Linked DNA regions of Gossypium hirsutum: region 1 is linked to region 2. The links are chromatin contacts, called in public Hi-C maps. All regions are on one chromosome and are shown on one strand. The core of a region is the stretch at or near the end of the contact, and the rest is flanking DNA. Distances in the headings are between cores, read along the strand shown. Region 1 has its middle 31 kb from the start of LOC107896791. Region 2 holds the start of LOC107896792 (E3 ubiquitin-protein ligase MARCHF8).

Evidence for each region. A called contact is a pair of places that touch in the nucleus more often than the background predicts.
Region 1: a Hi-C map of fibers shows a contact between it and region 2, with 4 times the contacts expected there. The contact joins the enhancer-like site here to the promoter of LOC107896792 in region 2. A contact is called at or near these places in 4 of 34 Hi-C or Micro-C datasets (fibers, hypocotyl and leaf).

Annotation. Positions count from the first base shown.
Region 1 is chrA10:81,437,258-81,443,639 of Gossypium_hirsutum_v2.1, forward strand. No RefSeq gene overlaps it. Among protein-coding and RNA genes, the nearest start is that of LOC107896791, 31 kb to the left of the region's middle. Within about 2 kb of position 3,559, at least 4 of the 9 cell types and tissues checked have an H3K27ac peak or open chromatin away from gene starts, as enhancers often do. A contact at or near this core is called in fibers, where this site is marked.
Region 2 is chrA10:81,233,656-81,240,038 of Gossypium_hirsutum_v2.1, forward strand. LOC107896792 (E3 ubiquitin-protein ligase MARCHF8) reads left to right here and starts at 4,716. Exons shown (of 8, transcript XM_016822069.2): 1 at 4,716-4,748; 2 at 4,750-5,004; 3 at 5,885-5,956; 4 at 6,055-6,122. The coding sequence starts at 4,716.

The DNA of each region.
Region 1 (6,382 bases), core at 2,309-4,808, 200 kb after region 2:
CTCTCGCAATTGTTTTTGTTTGGAACTTGGGTTTTTATTGCAAAGAATCTGAGGATAGGCTTTTAAGATATCAAAAATTTTATCTGCAACTTGTTGCGCCGTCAAACTTGTCGCATGTTTAACTCCCACAGCTACATCAAAACAACAATTAATTTAACTTGTCAATGGTTCGGCCCCAAATGAAATTTATTTCGGTAGAGAGCTGTGTAACACCATTTACCTATGTCCGACACCGGAACAGAGTATGAGGCATTACCGGACTTAAACATACACATTCATGCAAAAATCGGGCCATAAAATCTCTTTTAATTTAAAACCTTTCAAACACATGCATGTCGTCCCTTATTTGGGTCTAATTTGCCCAAACATTCATCGGAATTGATTCGGGACTAAACCAAGAACTTTGAGAAGTTTCAGGAAAACTTAAAAATTTTTCCCATGAAACAGGGTCACACGCCCGTGTGGACATAGGGACACGCCCGTGTGGAAATAGGGACACGCCTGTTTCCTCAGGCCGTGTAACTCTCTATTTAAGATGTCAACATGAACATCGATCCACACGGCCGGACCACACGCCCGTGTCTCCAGGCCGTGTCCCTCACACGGGCGAGACACATAGCCGTGTCTCAACTCGTGTGGCCAACACTTAGGCTATTTTCGAAGCCTTCATGTTACCTATAATCTCTTATACCGTTATGCACATCAAAATTTGCAAATCATGGCATCATTTTAATGATTAAACACTTTATTTATTTAAGACATATCCTTAACGTTAACATATCATTTTACAAGTAATGCATCTACTCATGCAATACCAAGTCTAGATTCCTTATTTCACATTCATAAGACTTGTCATTTTGATAACCACTATTACAATTATACTATGGTTACCAACTTATCCATCAAGCACTCATGTTCAATCATTATCACGTTGTGTTTATAACGTGCAATTACTACATGGCTATGACCACCTCAATTGGTCATAGAGCATACATCCAGCACACATGTCATATTACTAACCATGCATGGCAAACAAACATAATCATATTATAAACATTAGACATAACATGAATAGCTAGGCTTACAAGCCATAATCAATATGAGCCACATCTCATGGCCATATACATATAACTCACTATAAGGCAACACATTTGGCCAAAGCAAAATAATACATATAAATCAACTAAATCCCTATACATGCCACTCACTTGAAAATTTCTAATATATACTTCATTATTCCAAAGGTAGCGACTTGATAGTGTGATGCTGCCTCCGATGATCTCCAACCCCGAACTAACATAAAAACACTAAGGAAAAGGGAAGAAAGGGACTAAGCTTTATAGCTTAGTAAGACCGTATGAAAATAATAAGCAATTTATCAACTTGCTTATCATGGTAAGATGACCCTATTTGCATTTTTACTTATTTTCCAGTCAAGTTTTTTTCTCGAGTTATAGTTACTAAATTATTTATATCTGGAGCTACGGAACTCCAAATTAAGTTCCGCTAATTTCTCCTGAAACTAGACTCACATATATTTTTAATTTAAAATTTTCAGAATTTTTGGTTTAGCCAAATAGTACAGTTTATTCCTTAAATTTACCCCTTTTTTGCTATCTAATAGTCCTGACCCCTCTTTACTAAAAATTAATTATCTCATAATACGGAATTATATGATGTTCCCGTCTATTACTATTGAAAATAGGCTCATTTAGGATTCTAAGCATATAAATTATAAATCATAAATATTTTTTTACAATTTTCAATGATTTTCTCAAATCAAAGTAGGGGATTTCAAAGTCATTCTAACTCTGTCCCACAACAATTCAAATATTTCATAATATGGACTTCTTTTGCTTACACCGTTTCTTTTATATGAAACTAGAATCAATAATATTTAATTTCATATTTTATTCAGCCTCTAAATCAATTTCTGAAATTTTTGGTGGATTTTTAAATTTGGACTATGGCTGCTGTCCAAAACTGTTTTAGTGTAAATTAACGATACTATGTTTATCACACCATATTAATTCATTTTCACCACATTGGTAAGGTTACATATTCATACATCATAATCATAGACCTATAATCACAAGGTCATCACAAAATCATTTTCATAAGCATGAATTACTTATTTGCATCTTCACCAAATGTGCATCATAAACTGAAATCATTGCTCATGAGCTTGGCATACATACCTGTGTTACTCAACATGCTCATATTCATTCCTTACTAATCATATAACATGAATTGAATTCACATCTCATCAATTTCATGTAAGTACCTATACCACTCACAATATGATCATAACCTTTCTCATGTAGCTTAAACCATAACTCTTACCGTTGAACTATTCATAAAACTATCGGATATTCACTAAGCCTCAAACATAGGGTATAATACCGATGCCATGTCCCAAACATAGTCTTACACTGACTATCAAAATCGAGGCTGACGCCATGCCCCTGACATGGTCATACACTAGCTCTCACATATCTGTGCCGATGCCAGGTCCTAGACATGGTCTTACACTGACACATCTCGTAGCCGATGCATGTCCCAGACATGTCTTACATTAGCTTACATCTCGAGGCCGATGCATGTCCCAGACATGTCTTACACTGGCTCTCCTCTCAATGCCGATGCCATGTCCTAGACATGGTCTTACACTGGCACACAACTAACCCGAATGTCATGGCATGGATATCCGATTTATTTCCTAAGGTTCAAATAGGAGTTCTACTATCTCGATATCCATCATACATAATCAATTCCACAAACAAGCAATTTATGCTATATCTCTTCAAACACATATGTTAACAATGTAGTTGTACTATTTACATACAACTTACCCGTTTCAAGGGAATATCATATTCCATCACATCTCCAAGCATTCAATCAAACCATGAATGTTATTTACATTTGACATCACTTTCTCATATACAATATCATCAATATAAACTTTAATACAATCATAGCAAGGTAAATTTCAAGTATAATAACAATGGCATAAATATCATGCTCATTTAATCACAGGGACTTACCTCAAATGCAATTTCGGCTAATTATTCTCTTTTTGTCTTTAACCACGCACTTTCTCAACTTAAGCTCAAATCCCAATTTTCTTGATCTAACATGATGAAATTCACTCATTTAATCACTAAATAAATTTGGGCAATCAAATTTCACATTGTTGGCAAAGTGACCATTTTGCCCCTATACTTTCACAAAATGACCATTTTACCCTTAAGCCCGGGAATCGATTTTTATCGAATTTCCTTATTATTCAAGCCTAACCAACCATTTATTACTCTTATGAAAACCCCAAATTTCTACTATTTCACACAATTACAACTTATTTCATAACTTTCACAAAATGACCCTTTTAGGAGTTTTCCATGAAAATCCTTTCAGAAAAATTGTTTATTACACAACCAAGACTCATTTTCTTCCATAAAAATTCAGCAAAAAACATAATTCCTTTCATGGCAAATCACTAGACTATCAACCATTTCACAAAATAGTCTCCCCCTTAGCTAGTTCATGCTACAAGAGTCCCAAAAAGACAAAAATCAACAAAAATGATCATCAAAATCACTTGCTTGCAAGGGATGGGAGTTGCTGAAATTTTGAGCTTTCAAAACCTCTATTTTTCTGGTATTTTTGGTGGGGGAAGGAAGAAAGATGAAAAGATGACATCTTTTTCTTTTTGTTTTATTTTAATGCCAAATAAGCTACCTAATACCCACAACTTTGACTTTTCAAACTCTTTCTCTCTATGGCTGGCCAAGCACCCTACTTAGGGTCTATTTGCACTTTAAACACCCCAAATTTTGGTTCTCTAGCTATTTAATATATTTAGTCATTTTTTCGCAATTAAGCATGAAATCGCTAAAATTAATGCACCAAATTTTTCATGCACTCATATAATCATGTAATAACACATAAAATAATATTAAAATAATTTATCCAACCTCAAAATAGTGGTTTTGAAACCACTGTCCCGACTAAGCCCAAAATCAGGCTATTACAGGCTGCGCCAAGGAGATCTCTTATCTCCTTTCTTGTTCATTCTGGTCACGGAAGTGCTTCATTTATTATTGGAAAAAGCTGGGGCGTTGGGATTAATTGAAGGTATTCATGGTGTTCTTCCGGATCAAATGATAATGCATTTACAGTTTGCGGATGATACTATTTTGTTCTTAAAGGCAGAGGAAAAGGTGGTGGAAAATATGAAATTTATACTCCGTTGTTTTGAGATTTTTTTGGGATTGAGTATAAATTTCAAAAAATCATGATTTGTGGGGATTGGGGTGAATGATGAATTTCTCTATCGTATGGCAGCTATCTGCAAATGTAAGATAGGGGTGTTGCCTATTTGTTATTTGGTGCAGTAAGATAGGGGTGTTGCCTAATTGTTATTTGGGTCTACCTTTGGGAGCGGATCCGAGGAGGGTGGCTACTTGGGAGGTTGTGGTTGAGAGATTTAGAAAGAAATTATCATGTTGGAAATGCAGAACCATGTCGTCGGCTAGTAGGATCGTGTTGATTAATGCAGTGTTATAGTCCTTACCTATCTACTTCATGTTTTTATTTCAGGAACCGGTGACAGTAATTAAAAGAATTGATAAAATTAGGAGAAACATTCTGTGGGGTGGTTTTGATGGTAAAAGAAAAATGGCAAAAGTTACTGGAAACAGATATGCAATCCAAAAGAAAAAGGTGGAGCCAGTGTGGTTAACCTTGGGATTAAGAACAAAACCCTCTTAGCAAAATAGGGATGGTGTTTAGCGGTTGATAAAAAAGCGTTGTGGAGCAAAGTAATCTTAGCTAAGTATGGTTCTAATGCGAAACAGCGGAGATTTAGAGCGAACAATTTGAAAGATATGTCGATGGTTTGGAGAGGGATTGTGAAAATTCGTTGGATGCTAGAGTGAGTAGATGGTTGGGGGATTTGGGGAGATATATGGTGTGGTAATGGTCCATTAAAATTGGAATTCCCTCAACTTTTTCGTTTAGCTAAATTCAAAAATGGTTTGGTTTTTGATTATTCGTTTAATTGTGGTTTTAGCAATGTTAATTAGGAAGTTTTGTTTGTAAGACCTTTGCTGGCTCGGGAAGTGGAGTTGCTGTGTGGTCTTATTGAAAGGGTGAGTTGCATGGTCTTGGTTCCGGAGGTGGAGGATCGGATATTATGGGCGTACGATAATAAAGGTGAATTCTCAGTGAAACAGTTAACTAAATTACTGAATGAAGGGGAGGGGGAGGGGGAGGATTCCTGTTTTGCTTTTGATAAAATATTGAGATTGAGAGTTCCTCCTAGGGTGCGTAATTTCCTTTGATTATTAGCGATTAACAGAGTCCCCACGAAGGATTTCTTAATTAAGAGAAGGGTGAAAATTCTTGAAATTTTGAATGTGTGTCCTTGGTGTAACAGAGTGTTGGAGAAGGCGGATCATGTATTTTTTGGTTGTAACTTTATTGCGGGATTTTGGAAGAGGATTTTTAACTGGTGGGATGCTGGATGGAACGTGGTGAGAAATTTTGAAGAATTTTATTCGTTAGTTTTCAAAGTGAAGATCCTTGGCTCTTGTAAGAGTCTATGGTTGATTGGAATTGTAGCTTCTTGTTGGTCGATTTGGCTTGTGAGGAATGAGATGGTGTTTGAAAAAAAAGTTCTGACGATGGATACATTGATCTTTCATTCCAAGATGAGGGCTTTATTATGGGCAAGGGCTGCTTTTGAGGAGTGCAGGTTTCAGGAGAGATTATGGTGGTTTTGCCTTTATAAGTGCAGTTTTTCAAATTCTGTTTCAAGAGGATGGTGTTATCCTCCACATAGTTAGCTGAAATTTAATGTTAGCGGAATTGCTTCTGAGGGCACTATGGGTGGTGGTGGAGTGATGAGAGATGAGGAAGGTATTGTTAGAGCTTTATTTTTGGGACCAAGGGACACCTGTGATGCTGAGACAGCTGAATTGGGAGCCATTATCACTGCATTGGACGTTTTTATTAACATCGACTGGAAGGGGTCTAGTTCTTTGATAATTGAGATGGGTTCAAGTGTGGTTTATAATTGGATTTTGGAGAAATTAAGGAGACTTTGGTCGCATCAAGTTTTATTTGTAGATCTGAGGATTGCCTGTGTGGGAAAGCTTTCATTTTTAATTGCTGAGGTGAATGGAAATGAAATGGCAGAGTCATTAGCATCGGCTAGAATGAGTAAACCTAGTATGTTTAAGGCTTGGCGGTAAGTTTGTCTGAGATTATTATGTTTGTTCAAGTGTGTGGTTGATGTTATGGATGTATTATGTGGTTTTGATGCAGGTTTTTATTATTGTATTTTATGAGTAGCAGCGTTTAAAAAGGTCAGGTCTGTGGT
Region 2 (6,383 bases), core at 3,466-5,965:
GGCCAAGTTGGGCGTGTGGGCCGAAATGGGCATTCCTCACGGGCGCGTAGATTCTAGGTCAGGCCGTGTGGGCCACAGGGCCAAGGCCAATCTAGGCGTGTGGGCCATACGGGTAAGCTACATGGGCATGTGGGCCCATTTTTTTGAAAATTTCCCTAAGGTTGCACGGGTTGATCCGAACGACTGTGGGCCTACCATAGGGTGGGTAAGGGCTAACCAAATCCTAGAGTATGTGTTCTGATATTCTGATGGTCGCTCTGAGTAGGACGTTGATAAGCATGTTTGATTATTTTGCTATTTATATACATTTGATATCTGTATGCAAACATTTCTGGCATGATGTTTCTATATATGCATACTGTATCTGATAATTCTGTATCTGTGACTGGGGTGGGATTTTTATATGTGGAGGAAGTATTCTGTTCGACGTTAATCGCCTATATTCTAGCAACTTAGCTACATGTTATCTGATATGTGTCTTAATGACATGACGTGGTGTGTAGGGATGGGTGGGTGTTTTTAATCCTATACGGTGTGATGGGTTGGTCGGAGCTGGTGTGTAAAGGATGAGGGTAGGATTTATGCATATCTGTTTCTATAATCTGAATCTGTAACTGTTTCTGACTGTGTATATAATTCTGTATGTTTGCATGCTTAATTTTTTTAGGTTATATACTGAGTTTATGTAAACTCACATCTGTTGTCTGTTTTGACAGGTAATCTACAGACTTAGGCAGATTGGTGCAGCAGAGACTCAGCGGTGACCACGCGACCGTAAGCTGTTTAAAGTTAGAAATTATGGTTTTATTTATGATTTTGGTTTTTATTTGAGAGTTTGTAATTTCTGGAACTCTCTGGACTTTATGATTTTAAACCGTTGATTTTTGGATTGTTGATATTCTGCATGCTTGATTAAATTATTTTGAAATTGATGATTTTTACATAAAAAGAGGTTTTTCTTAAAATACAAATCGGATTTCTAAAATGTATCGGTTTTGGTTAGACTTCTGCTATAAAATAAGTTTTAGCAAAAAAAATTAATTGAATAACGTTTTCGGTATAATCATGAACAAACTCTTGGTATAAAAATTGAATGGTCCATGAAGTCAACTCTATTTTCAAAACCCATTCCTTGTAGCATCATCAGATTCGGCTATAATGTCTAGGCTGGATTTGGGGTGTTACAAAACAATTCAAATTTACTTTAAAAAATAGTTCAAATTCACCATTAAGCTTCAAGCTCAAGCATACATATTAAGAAAGCTTCAAGAACAACAATGGTGAATTTTTCTAAACTTTGACAACTTCACAAATTAATCCCTAAACTAAATAGATATCATTACAACAATCTCAAAAACGTAAAATTCATGAAAAACGAACCAAGAAAACACTTACATGCAAGCATGAACTCAAAGCCAAAACTCCCAAATCCTAAAATGGTGGTTCGACCAACTTAAAAAGAAAAATGAAGAAGACGAACTTCATTCATTTTGTTATTATTATTTTATTACCTAATTTTAATTTAATATAACATTTAGAATTATAAACTAAAATATCAATTATATCACCGCTCAGTATCTTCAATTATGACAATTTTGCCATAATAAACTCTCTAATCTATTAAATACTACAATTGGCCACCTAAACATTAATAGAAATTGACTTTTGCATTTTTTATGATTTAGTCCTTTTTCTTTAATTGTCCAAACAAATGTCAAAATTTTTAAACCAAATTTAAATACGACACAATGACCTTGTAAATATTCATTATTTAATATTTACGAACTGACATGTCAGAAGTGTGGTTTCAAAAACACTATTTTCGACACCACTGAAAAATGGACTATTACACTCCAATAATTGCTTCGATCCAAATCCAAACCAATCTTCAAGATAAGTTGCTATGTGTAATTTGAATATCAATGATGGGCTGATAATTGTTTACAGTAACAACTATAATCACAATCCAAGTGTTTTTGTTTTCAAGATTTGTCAAGTCAAACATAGCAAGTCTTTTGAGCAGATAGTACTACTACTAGTTGACATTGGTTAAGCAATGCTCAAAAACTGCCTCAACACTTCTCATTGGAAAATACCACCTTTTAGCTGGCTAAAATGAAATGTCGATGCCTCTAACTCTAAATACCATAATCAGACAGGTTTGGCTGCTATTATTCAAGATTCTGATGGCAATTTTGTCAAAAGTCATGTGTTTTATTTTTGCAATGTTTGAACTTGTTCAAGCGGAGGTTATGGCTATTAGAGAAGCTCTTTCGTGGCTTAAGAGCTTATGTCTTGATAATATTATTGAACCGAATTGCAAAGTGGTTGTTGATGCTTTGTGCTCTTAAGCTCTATCCTTTCATTGGATATGTCAGGATACAAATAAGGGGGCTCATCGTCTCGCAAAAGTTGTCTTATTAATTGCAATCCGAGTTATTTGGAACATTCCCCTTATTATTTGATTGAGTGTTTCTCTTCCAATAATTTATTTTATGTCAACATAGAATTTGGAGTTAGATATCGATGGATCGAGGAAGCCTAACAATTCGGGTTTAGTTTTCCTCGTTATTTTGTTGTTTTATTTCATTTTTTAATGATATCGTTTTCCATTAGAAAAGAAATAATATATTGATTAGTTCAAAAAGTTATGCGTTTATATAAATTATAAAATATAAAATATATAGATAAATACTTATATTCGGATTTTAAATTATTTTTATTCTAATAACAATCATATGCGAAGAGATACTTTTTTTTCCTTCCTTATCCAATTTGTTCTCAATTCCAATAATTTTACATTAAAAAAAAAACATAATAATTTTGATTCAAGCCCCACTTGCAGCATCCTTCTCCAACAATTTTCCAACTCACCACCATTAATAAATCCTCCCATCAACTATACAACAACATTTGCATCCCAAAAATCATGGCAATGCCATTATTTATTTATTTTAATATTAAATATTTATAGTTATCCATTATCTCTCTCTAGAGAGAGTTGACAAAACCAAATAAAAATAAGAAAAAGAATCCATTGATTTGTTGTAAATTTTAATCAAGCTTCCCTTATCTTAACAAATCTCCACCCAACTTGCCACGTCTGATTTTCCTACTCAAAATTATTTATTTTCTCTTATTTTTGTTGAAAAACTTCAATCCAAATTAACATGATAACACATATTCCCTACTCAAAATTATTTCATCCATCCATAGTGAAAATAGTTGCTTTTGTTTTTATATTTTTCTTGCTTTAAAAAAAATGCAAGTTAGTCCTTATTAAATTGCATTTTATAAAAATTAAGAGATTAATCTAATTAAATTACAATTTAAACTTTATCATTAAATCGTTGAACTAAAAACTAATAGGTTTATATGTATAAAATTAATAAAAAAATTGGATAGTTGAATAATTTCTATGTAAAAAATTAGTAATTTAGAACAACTAAATTATGTTTTAAGTAGTAAATTAAACCAATATTACATGTAAGATAGAATTTAAAAATAACTTGTGCTGTTAACTGGATAGGGTCCATTAATGTAGTTTCAAATTTAATCAAACATGAATGAATAAACTTTGATGTATTTGTTCATTGGCCAACTTTGTTTAATTTTATAGTGATAATCTTAAACGTTGAATGTCAATCATGAATTAATATTGTTTAAGAAGTTGGAGTTGGATTCCGAATTTAAAAGTGTTTTTTAAAAATCATTATCCGTCCTAAATAATGATTAAATTGAACTAATAATATTTTATTAATTAAAAAAATGAAATTTAAATTAAATAGGGTAAACTCACTCAACTATGTATAAGTTTCCTTTTTAGTCGCTTGATTGTAAAAAAGTTACAAAATAGTTAATTAATAAATCGAGTTTGTCTTTTTTGATCATCAACCCTTAATTAGATAACTAAAAGATGACTTGGCAGTTATAAAAATTGGTATAGTAACAAATTATAAAAAAATAGTCTTATTGTTTACACTTTCCATAATATAGTCTAATTATAAAAATTATAAAAAAATTAGTCTTATTGTTTACACTTTCCATAATATAGTCTAATTATAAAAAAATAAGATATAACTTTAAGTCTCGAAATTTCAAAACATAAATTTTATTATTGAAAAACTAGTGATTTAAAAAACATATAAAAATATAAGTTTTGAAATCTTGAGATTGATTTATAATTAGATTAAATTATGTAATGTGTAAATATTAATGATTAATTTTTAGAATCAAAATCAAAATGACATAAATATATGAATGCTAAGAGTTGAATTTGTTATCACCTCAATTTTTATATTTGCCACATGCCTTTCCATTCCCTAGTAAATGGTTGGTAATAAAAAAAACTCGGAGGATTATTTTATAATTTTTAAAATTGAGTGATATACAATGTAATTTACCCATTTAAATATTTGAATTTTATTCACGGAAACGAGCAAACTGGAACTTGACTTTGAGTTTACGCCCGGACCGAACCGGCATGCTAATAGCAATAAATTGCACTTGGTCGTAGTTAAATGGTTTGGTCCAAGCTGACCACCACCTACAATACCAAAGCTAGTTCAACCGTTTAGGTACGGCAAGATATTTTAGTTGGGACAGACTCGATAATAAAAACCCAACCAAAGGTCATTTTCGTCAAACAAAACATAAGTTGTCCCTTTTGTAAAAGATTACTCAAACAAAGTACATAGGAAAAGGAAAAGAAAACAATGGTGGATGATTTCATGGTATGTGTCGACAAATATAGCATCTGCAGCTTGTTTTGAGTCTTCTTCAGTGAATGAAGGACAACCAATCTCAACTACAGCTGCTGGGAATACTAATGTTGTTGTTCCTATGACGAAAGCAAGTGGTGATGATGATAGTGGAAAAGAAGGAGAAGGAAAAACTGGGTATAGTTCAAAGAAGGTGAAAGAGGTGGTGGAGTGTAGGATATGTCAAGAGGAAGATGATTTGCTTTCTTTGGAAGCTCCTTGTGCTTGCAGTGGCACTCTCAAGGTCTTTACTTTTCTTGGTTTTTCTCGCCTTCTGTTTTTAAAGTTTTGAGGTCTTTTTCTTTTTTAAACGAAGATGGTAAATCGTTTTTCTTTTGGTTAAACTTTTTCCCTTTTAAGTTTATATTTCTGGGTTTTTTGATTGTATGCTTTAGATTACTCTGATCGTATGTTTCATTGGTCTTACCAATCAACTTTTTTTTTTTGTGGTTAGGAGAGGAGTAGTTGTAAAAAATATAAAAAAAATTATTTATCCTTTGGTTCTTTTTTTTTTCTTTTCCTTTTGGGGGCTTGTCCCTTGACTTTGTGGCTCTAGTGATGGTTCTTTGTTATTGGCTTATTCCATTATACAATTTAATAATAGTAATAAAATACACAACTTATTGCTAATTCTAAAACCGGGCTTTTTTAGGGGTAGGCTTTGTTGGGCTTCAGTTTTGTAGCAATGGTGCTATGATGTTTTCTAGGTAGTTTTATTGGTTTTGGAATGCGAGCATTTCTTGGCATTAGCATATGCCTTGTTTGAGTTTCCTTTTGACTTATTCTCTTTCTTCATACGTTATTTCCTAAGCTTCAATATGAAAATTTCAAATGTTGATCTTTTTCTATTTTTGTAAAAGATTTTAAAGGAAAAGAGAATATATTCTTACCTGTTTCCGTTTCTTCTTTGCATTTCCATGACTTCTACTAGGTACTCATATAGCCAATACCTAGTTATATATATTAGCATGATTTTATTTTTCCTAAAGTATCAGTGTCCTGTATCCGACATATATGAAAAACCTTGATAGGTTGTTTATATGGTTATCTGGTTTAAGATGCGTTTGCAGATTGAAATGTTTGAAGTGTCTTTTTAACTTATCGTGTATATATTTTTGTTTCAGTTTGCTCACAGGAAGTGCATTCAAAGATGGTGCAACAAGAAAGGTGACATAACTTGCGAAATATGCAAACAGGTTGGGGGTGTTTTTAGCCCTTTTCTTTTAATTTGCATATATAAAAAAAAGTACGTGTTTGATAGATAATGTGTACAATATTGCTCTGTTTTTATCAGGTTTTTTCACCAAATTATTCTCTTCCTCCGACCAGAAGCAATCCAGATGTTCTGGCAATTGACATTAGGTAATCCTCTTTTTGGTTAACAGCTTCTACTTCTGTGTCTTTCCTGTTGGACCATAGGAGATATTTGTTCATCCCATTCCTTCTTAAATACAATGTCTACGTTTTTTGGTTGGTTTCAACTTGTATGTTCTCGGACAGATTCTCACGGAAAATGCTTGTCAATTCATTGATAGCAGTAGGAAGGCTGTAGTATGACATCCTTGTTTCTGATCTCGTGTATTGTATTGTCCCTGAAATTTCATTTTGATTATTTTGTTATGT